Regions from separate parts of the Mus musculus genome. Here region 1 is linked to region 2. The links are chromatin contacts, called in public promoter capture Hi-C maps. All regions are on one chromosome and are shown on one strand. The core of a region is the stretch at or near the end of the contact, and the rest is flanking DNA. Distances in the headings are between cores, read along the strand shown.

The links. Promoter capture Hi-C pulls out the DNA fragments that hold promoters and counts their contacts.
Region 1: a promoter capture Hi-C map of the 3T3-L1 cell line shows a contact between it and region 2, with 2.9 times the contacts expected there. The contact joins the enhancer-like site here to the promoter of Ndufb6 in region 2. A contact is called at or near these places in 2 of 39 promoter capture datasets (the 3T3-L1 cell line and the HPC-7 cell line).

What each region holds. Positions count from the first base shown.
Region 1 is chr4:40,542,368-40,546,946 of GRCm38.p6, forward strand. No RefSeq gene overlaps it. Among named protein-coding and RNA genes, the nearest start is that of 4933428C19Rik, 19 kb to the left of the region's middle. Within about 2 kb of position 1,829, at least 22 of the 459 cell types and tissues checked have an H3K27ac peak or open chromatin away from gene starts, as enhancers often do.
Region 2 is chr4:40,276,711-40,281,561 of GRCm38.p6, forward strand. It overlaps Ndufb6 (NADH:ubiquinone oxidoreductase subunit B6), which reads right to left and starts at 2,711. Exons shown (of 4, transcript NM_001033305.3): 1 at 2,448-2,711; 2 at 943-1,035. The coding sequence starts at 2,627.

The DNA.
Region 1 (4,579 bases), core at 579-3,078, 260 kb after region 2:
CAGACTACAGAGAGAGAAAGGGGTAGGGGAAAGAGGACAAACATCTTGTACATTTTCATCTCACAGGGGAAAGAAAACCTCAAGTCTTTGGAGGAAAAGAGGTGTGGCCTTGTGGAAGGAGGTGTGTCTCTGGGGTGGGCTTCAAGGTTTCAAAAGCCCATGCAAAGGTCCAGAGCCTCTGTCTGTGGCCTGTGTGTCAGGATATAAAGTTCTCAGCTACTGCTCCATGTTTATATGCTTTCTGCCATGATGATCATGAATTAACCCTCTGGAGTGGTTTGAATATGCTTGGCACAGGGAGTGGCACTGTTAGGGGACGTGGCCTTGTTGGAGTAGGTGTGTCACTGATGGGTTGGGCTTTGAGAGACCTTCCTCCTAGCTGCCTGGAAGCCAGTCTTCTCCTGTTTGCCTTCAGAACAGGATATAGAACTCTCAGCTCCTCCCGTACCATGCCTGCCTGGATACTGCCATGCTTCCCACCATGATGATAATGGACTAAACCTCAAAACCTATATGCCTACCCCAATTAAATGTTGTCCTTTCTAAGTCTTTTCTTGGTCGTGGTGTCTCTATACAGATATGGAAACCCGGAAACCTTCTGGAACTGTAGGCAAGCCCCAATTGAATTCTTTCTTTTATAAGAGTTGCCTTCATCACGAAGTCTCTTCACAGCAATAGAGCAGTGATGAAGACAGTCCTCCATACCTGACTCTCTTCTTTGCACCATTTAAAAGCTGACATTGCTCCTTTCTGACCAAGTGACTTTCTCAACTTGGCACACAAGACTCCCTTCCAAAGGCCTCGTCTGGGCATCTAGTCAATGCCAATGTGCCCTGGTAAAACTGGATGGACTCACAATACTGAGCTGCCTCTTACTCCTCCCCCACCTCCCGTGACTCTTCTTCTCTCTTCCCACACGTGTACTGTACTCAGCCCTTCCCATGAAAGACAGAGCAATGTCAACTACCATGTCTCTGGCACAGACTAACTCCACACATGACTGCTGCATCAGACAGAAGAGTTCTCGTTCGAATGTGCTTATCAGATACAGGTGACATTATAGTGGACAGGATGACATTAGGGTGGACACGGTGAGCCAATTTTCAGAAGTGTTGGTGGGGTTTTTCTTGACTTTGTCTTCAGTCTCTGAGGGAGCATACTGAACTGGCAAGATGTTATTGAAAAGCAATTTGCATAAACATAGATTAAAAGTAGTTAGAACCAGATAATTGGGGGAAATGGAATATGAACTTGAATAGTGTAGCTTCTGGCACAGAGTGAATACTCTATTACAGTCAAATGTTCTTAATTTCTCAAATTTGAGAATTGAGCAGATTTCTCATTATATTCTTTCATTGCTCCTTCTGTTTCTTCTGTTTATTTTAAAAGCACCAAAACCAGTTAATAGCATTTCTTTGTTCTGAATGAAATACCCACACCCCATAATTTATCTGTTAAGTGGCATTCAGAAGCATACAAAGCTCCTAGTTAGTACATACAATCACTGATAATTCTGCAATCTGAATAATGAAATGAAAACAATTTCAAAGACCATGATGTACTCTTGTGTGCGTGTTATCCCCCCCACCCCGCATAGCTATGCACCTTGTCTTCATGACAGTTCTTAATCTATACAAAAATGCCAAAACTTGTGTGACCTATTGGGATTTATAAACCTGGAAGGAAGTTTCCCAAATAAACAAAACCTGGGGTGATGTATTTGAGGACTCACATCTGGGGAACTAAATCCACGCTCGACATGATTATGACTGGAATCTAGGCAAATGAAGAAAATCCCAAAGGATTTCCATGTTCCAGCTGCTGCCTGGGTATTTTTAGCCCTGCTATCTCTCTCACTGAAATATGCTCAGATTTGAGGGGAGGGACTCCTGCCCGTACCCAGATGACTTTGCAGTATGGAATTTTTGTTCAGTGTTTATTCAAGCCAGAAGTGTACACTATTCCAAATATGTATGTATGCATATCTAGCTATTCCTTTTCCTTCAAAACTAGTGTCAGAGCCACGTGAGATGGCACACATTGGTAATTCTAGTACTTGGAAGGCCAAAAGAAAGAAAGGAAGAAAAGGGGGAAAAAAGAAAAGGAAAGAAAAGAAAAATACCAGTGTCAGAATGTGACAGCTGTACACAAAAGAGCCCTGTCCTTGTCTTAGGAAAAATTTCTAAATCACTAACATATCTCACCTTGTCCTTGCACTGCCTCTAGAGTTCCTCCTTCTTGCCTATGGGGCCAGTTTAGTGTTTAGGGATACATCGGAGATTCATCCACTCAAACTAGAAGCCCTCTCTAAATGGCAGAGCTAAGACAAAGAAGCAACCACATCTACCCATGGATCCTGTGGGACCCTCGGAGGTAGTGTCTGTGGTCATCTAGAAGCAGAAGCTTCTATAAACCAATGCTGGAGAGCTTGGTGACATTTTCTCCACTGCTGATGGAAAATGTCTGCCCACTGTCACACCATTACACTAGCTAATATGCTATCTCTATTATTATCTCTTAAACATACACAAGCAACCAGCCACCATATGTCTCTCTGGCTAGGGCAGGGCATGCCACTCACTTCTGAGCAGCAGAGAAACACTCTCTGACTCACTTGATAATATGTTCAGTGAAGTCTTAGAGATGTGGGTCACTTCAGGTAGCAACCCCCAACAGAATGATAATTCTTTGCCAAAAAGATGTACATTTTGACAAGATATCTCTCACCTACAAATTAAAATTTCACACATCTTCTCTTCTTCTAAGACTGCAGAATACTTTTTACAGAGACTGTGGTAACATTCCAGGGAAGCTTAGCCATTCTGTAGTGAATTCTACAGGGTCATAAATAACCAGAAAGAAAGGCAGGTCACTATTTCTTCCAAGTAAATCTGGTTTTGTTTTTCTGTTTGTTTGCTTGATTGGGATTGGTCGATTTTGTTTTTGTTTTTGTTTGCATGTGTGTGAGTGTGTGTGTGACATTGTAAAATGAATTCAAACATTCACAGACTTGTCTACAATTATAGGGTAGAAGTTATTTGTTACTACATTTACATTGATAATATCCACAGCATTATGGAAACCAACCTAAACATTTTATTGTTTATATTTTGTAAGAAATTTTAGCAATAATTTTCCCCAGACATTTTCCTGTCAGTTTTCATGGTGGTGTTATATAATCTTATATGTGTGTGTCTCTTTTTAGTATTTCTACAGTTTCATTTTTATATTCAAATTTAAAACTGACCCACATTAATTTTAGCTAAGGATGTGCTGTAAAGACCTGACCTTATTTATGCCAAATGGTTAAATAACTATCTTCTCTTTAAATAAGAGAACAATATATTGTCTTATTGTCTCTACTTTGGTCCATTTAAGAGCTAACCTTATTCTTTTCTCCTGTCCAGCTTCACGCTGGCATCATCCTTACATTTCAATGTTTTATTTTAAAAATGTGAAAAGCATAAGTATACATCCTGGTGACTTTTTGCAGACTGCACTTACTTGCAACACCAGCACTAGATTTGAACAAACATCACCACCCACGTAGCTCTCTTCTCGTCACTCACCACTGCTCCTACACCCAAGGGAACCATCCTGACTCCTGACAACCCAGGGCAGCTTTACCAGCCATTTTCTTTATGTGAATGGAGTCATAGAGCAGCAATGGCATTTTTAAAAATAATTGTTGTTTTCATTTTATTTGTCTGGCTCGTCTTACTGATACCCCGTGCTCTGAGACGTGTCATCGCATCAGTCAAGGGACGCCTAGCAACCAGTCTGGGAAGTCTTCCTATCACTTCCTTCACCAGATCTCAGCTCCAGGCAGCTGAGAGGTCATTCTCACTCCTAAATGCCTCCTCTGCTAACAGCATCTGTTCTGTTTCTGAACTTCTTAAATATTTGAACAAAATAAACTAATGTATCTCTTTCACTTTCTAAGTGTTGATAACCAAATTGTCTTTCAAACATTTTTTTCCTACTGGTAGACAATAAACAGCCCATGTTTCTTAGATTCTGTGTCTATGAGTTATACTTTCACCTCAGTGGAGTCACGTAAGTCTACTGAGTCCAGAACACTGTAACAGTTAATGCCAAGTTGATTGTCAGCTTGACTGCACTTAAAATCACCTAAGAGACAGGTGTGGCTCACTTCCAGATGTGTTTGTGAAGTCATTTCCAGGGAGTATTAAGTGATAGGGAAAGTTTCACCTAGATGTGGACAATGCTTTCCCAAAGTCTGGAAGCTGGAGCAGAACAAAATATATACAAATTTTTAAATCTATTTTTTCTTTAGCCTTGTCTGACAGCCCTATATTATGACTTTAAGAGAACAAAATGGATGTTGTATCCCTAGCACTGTGTTCCTGGAAGTGTTCTCTTAACCACCTTGGAAATGAGAAGAATGGCTCTCCTGAGGACAGTCTTGCATGAGAATAAAGAGCTAATTGCTATCCCACCATCATATCTCTCAGCCTTTGTCCTTATGTTCCCTCTGCTCTGAATGCCCACAATACACTGTATAGGAGGGCTTTGACCTGATCTGAATCCTCAGTCTGCCAGGCATCCGCTGTGTAAC
Region 2 (4,851 bases), core at 1,461-3,960:
ACACTTCCAATTCTAACTCCATTCTCCAAGGTGTTCCCCTGTTCATGTAAATAACTCCATTCGATCAGTGCACTTATTCGATCAAGCTCCTCCCATCTAACAAATGTCCTGTCACCATCACCACACCTTGTGATGTTGAACCTCCTCACCTTATTTGGGTTCTGATGTCTTACTCCACCTCAGGTTCCTTACTTGACTCCCTTCTCGAATTCCAGTATCCTATCCCAGGTTGCTGGCACTAAGGCTCCCCAAATGGACGTGCTCAGCCTACTCTAGCAACTCTCACTGGACACAGAACACCCCATTTACACTATCTGAGTTCCAACACTCCACACTACTGTTCCCCTTCCATGATGTCGCAGAAACCACATGCCCTTCTCCTACTGCCTAGGATCCAATAGAGCGGAACAACCACACTGTGCTGTCCCTTGTCTTTAAACCACGGCAAGGGGCTTTAGTCAACCCATGCAAGATCTTCCCATGAAAAAGTTTGTGGTTTTTGGATACCCTAGATTGTAAAGGAAGAGAATTACGAAAAATCAGATAAGGACAAGGAAAGGGAACTGAGACATGGCAGACTTGTTGGAACGTTACCACATAACGGACTGGTCTAAAGAAGCAGCAGAAGTCATCTTTATACCTGCTCAGGACTCCAGGGTTAGATAGACATGCTGACCATTTAAACACTACTTCAAGGAAATGCATTGCAAAAGGTATAAGCTAGTGTAAGAGTAATTTTTTGATTTCTAAGTTTTGAAACTACTTGTATATAAGAGTACTCAGAATTCAACTAAACCTTTACCCACCCACCCCCAAAAATTCAAAGAACTTTAAAATCAGCTTAGCATGGCATATTATTTTCTGAGTATAGCACAGCCACAGGAAATTATTGGATAATATTAAAAATAAGTTCTGGACAGCATACATTTAAAGTATACTTACAGCCATATGATATTTGACATAATAGTGAACAAACCACATAGGTATAAGCACATGAGAAACAGCGAAGAGACTGGAGCGGTACGCCTTAAAGACCTGCGGGGGAAACACATACAAAATAAGCAAACATCCGCTCTTTACAGTTTTATTTTTTAGATTTATTTACTTTATGCATGTAAGTGTTCTGTCTGCATATATGTATGTGTACCAGGAGTATGCCTGGCGCCCTCAGAGCTCAGACAGAAGAAAGCATCAGATGCCCTGGAACTAGAGTTACAGACAGTTTTGAGCCACCATGTGCATGCTGGGAACCAAAACTGGGTCCTCTGAAAGAGCCAAGTGGTCTGAAGCAGTCACCTCTCCAGCCTCACCCCACCCCTCACTTGAGACAGGGTCCCAAGCGTTAGCCAAGGCTGGCCCGCCTCCCTCTGCAGAGATCCTCGGCTATCCTCCTGCCTCAGCCTCTGGAGCTGCTGTGATTACCAACATGCGCTGCTTACTCTCCCTAGCATGAGCTACCTTATTTTTCAATGTGTGTGGAACAAAAACCAAACCAACTAACCAAACAAAAACATTCCACCACTACCAACTATGTGTGATAATTATTTTACAAATTTCTAAATGGAACATATTTCCTGACAGATTGGGGCTGACCTACCAATTTCAGTATTTTCACTAACTCTGAGGCTTCCTATAGAATATCCATAGATTCTAAGACAGAATAAGCACCATTCTGCAAGACATAAGGCATTGTTGTTCAAGAAACCAACCAACCAACCAAGACTTTGTACAACTACTACTTCTACTTCTACCACAATTACTGGAAGGAGCTGAAAGCAATTCCCACACAATGTTCGCTACTCATCATTGATGTGATTTAATAGCAGTCTCCAAGAAAATATCTGGAATCCTTACAATAAAAAGCAGTCCTTGAGTGAACGGTTTTTCTGCCTGGAGGTCATGGAATGCAATTTAAAAGTAACTAAAAGTGTGTTAAACGTACACAGTGATGCGTAGAAAGGGAGCTTTAGAGTCTGACAAAGCATACCAAATAGAACCCTGTCTTCTGTTGCGACCCCATGGGGCTGTACTATACCAGCTGGCCAGTCTCTGGCACCTCAACCCTACCCACCGCGTAAGTGTTCTCAAATACTGAAATCACAGCCTGTGATCTCAGTTAATTCTGACCAGTTTAACCCGAGAAAAGGTATCTACACTCGAAAGAACTGCATGTGCGGCGAGCGTCTTGTAAAACCTAAGACCCGACTTCTCAGTACACCTGACAGCCACCTGCTCCTGGACTCCAGACCCCAGCCCTGAACAATAGCGACCTGACAGCGTCTCCGCTAAACCTGAGCCCCTGGACTGATTGTCCCTTGGGGCCCTCCCGGGTATGCGGGCTCTGGACAGGGTTGGGCCTTGATGGAACTGAGAGGAGTGGGCTGGGAGGCTTGGCCAGGCTGCGACCCGGGGTGGGAACCCGGACACCCGTGTGGCTCATCACTCACCATGTTCTTCCACACGGCCCCGTCCCGCAAAAAGTTATCCCAGAATCGCTCCAGGGGCCACATCCTGCGCGGGGGCAACACGGGCTCCCGGGGACTCAGCTCCTGGTCCTTCAGCCATCGTCTCCTTAGCTCCCGCAGCTGCTGCAGCCGCAGCTTCTCATCCGGCGTGTACCCTGACATGTTGCCGACGAGCCTACACAGGACCGGTCACTGACCTGCCCCTCCCGCTCCGCAAAGCGACCTTGAGGCGCCTGGAAGCGGCGCGGAGTGATGACGCCACACCAGCCCCGCCTCTGGGGGCGGGCCGACTCCTTCGCGGAAAGCAGGCTCTGCTCATGCGCAAAGCCCTCTCTTGGACCCTGGGTTTTAACAACCTGGGTTAAGTATGAGCTCAGGAAGGTCCCTGAGTTAAGAACTAAGTGGGCGGTGTTGGAAAGTGTGAGAAGTCCTGGGGCTAGGGTTCAGAGAAAGAACTTGTAGGGGAGGGGACCGGAAGAACAAGGACGATGGTTTAGCGAACCTCTGCCTCGCCCCCTTGAATTCTCTTCTTGACCGAGAGACACTTGCGTCCGAATTTGGCTCCCACCTCTTTCGTAACCCGCTAAGTAATCTTGAGCGCCTATCTCGGTTTTCTTCCCTCTCTGTACTGCAGAAATAAAGAGCACCTTATTTGGGAGGCTTCCATAGGCTCGCTCACTCTTTGATTCTGCCGGCCCACTTTGTAAGACATCCCAAAGGTATGGCAGTAAAAATTTGTAGGGGTGTGCACGAATATTCGTCACAACACGATATGTAATAGCAAAACATTGAAAAATCACCTCCCAGATTTCAGAATAGAGGATTAGTGGGAAAGCTTATAGTACTGTAAAGCATTGGTATGCTACTGCCATAAATGAGCCTTCTATTCATAACTGGAGTAACTTCTACAATCTATTGATAAGTTAAAAAAATAAATAAGTAAATAAAACCAACTACACCAAGTATGCTACCTTTTATCCAAAAGCAGGGAGAGTAGTAGTGATACTAAATATATATACATGCTCTGAAAATTTTAGAGTAATAAATGAAAATAATTTTGTTATTTGTATTTGGTTTTGGAGACAAGATCTCATGTTGGCTTTGAAATTGCTATTTAGGGAGACTGGACTTAAACTCCGAATTCCCCTGCCTCCACTACTCATGAGCTAGATGAAGTACACCAGTATGCCCAACCTAACTACTGCTTCAAACACCACCACCAATATTATATAGGGAAGATAGGATAGACACAAAAGTAGGAACTAGGGAGTTTGGAGGTGGCTTAGCGGTTAAGAACACTTACTGCTCCGTCAGAAGACTGAATTAGGAGAATCTAGCTACATGGTGGGGCTTCTGGAACCTGAGTGTTCTCCAGCAGAGAAGAATATGATTTATAAGGCTCTCTCTAGCGAACCAGAACTGGGGAAGTTTCTAAGACCAGTAAGCAACTTGATTAGCAGGTTTCTCTGGTCAAAGATGAAAACATTTCAGCATCAGTAAGTATGAATTGAATGATTTTTAAAATATAAAACACGTCACACATAACCAAGTCAAAATACTTTATTAAAAAATCTCGTTTTTGATTTTTGGATGATTTTTTTAAAGATTTTATTTATTTTGTGTGTATGAGTACACTGTCGCTGTCTTCAGACACACCAGAAGAGGGCATTGGATCCCATTATAGATCATTGTGAGCCACCATGTGGTTCCTGGGATTTGAATTCAAGACCTCTGGAAGAGCAGTTGGGTGTTCTTAACCGCTGAGCCATCTCTCCAGCCATTGGATGGCCTTGAAAAACAACTTATCTTGAAATCTGGTAAGAAAAAAAAAATCATTTCTCATGTCAATTTGTACACTATGCCTTGTGGCCAGTTTCCCCCTCCCCTCTCTGCTTTCTCACCAACCATTGATCTGCTTTCCATCACTATTAAAGAGTCCGTGTTCTTGTAGAACTTTCTATAAATGGGATCACAGATTTAACTTGATTTTGTCCTGTTCCTGTTACTCAACATCACTATCCAGGGGTTGAGGTATGAGGAGAACTTAGTAGCATATTCTTTGTTGTTCCTGAATAATAACCTATTGCAGGTGTTATACCACAGTTTAAATATTTACCTGTTAACCAACAGATTAGTTTTTCCTTATTTTTGGAAACCGCAAGCCCAGTTGCTATGAACCATCTTTGTATGATGTCTAGAAATAGAACAGCTGTGGAATGTGTAGTGTATACTTACCTGTAAAAAAAATTCCAAATGCTTTTCTTAAAGGTCTATTATGACTGTATCCATAGTTTGTGAGAGACCCATTTATCCACCCATTATTTGATGTGGTAAGTCATTTTAATAGATAATTAGTGGTATTATAACTTTCATTGTTCCAACATCT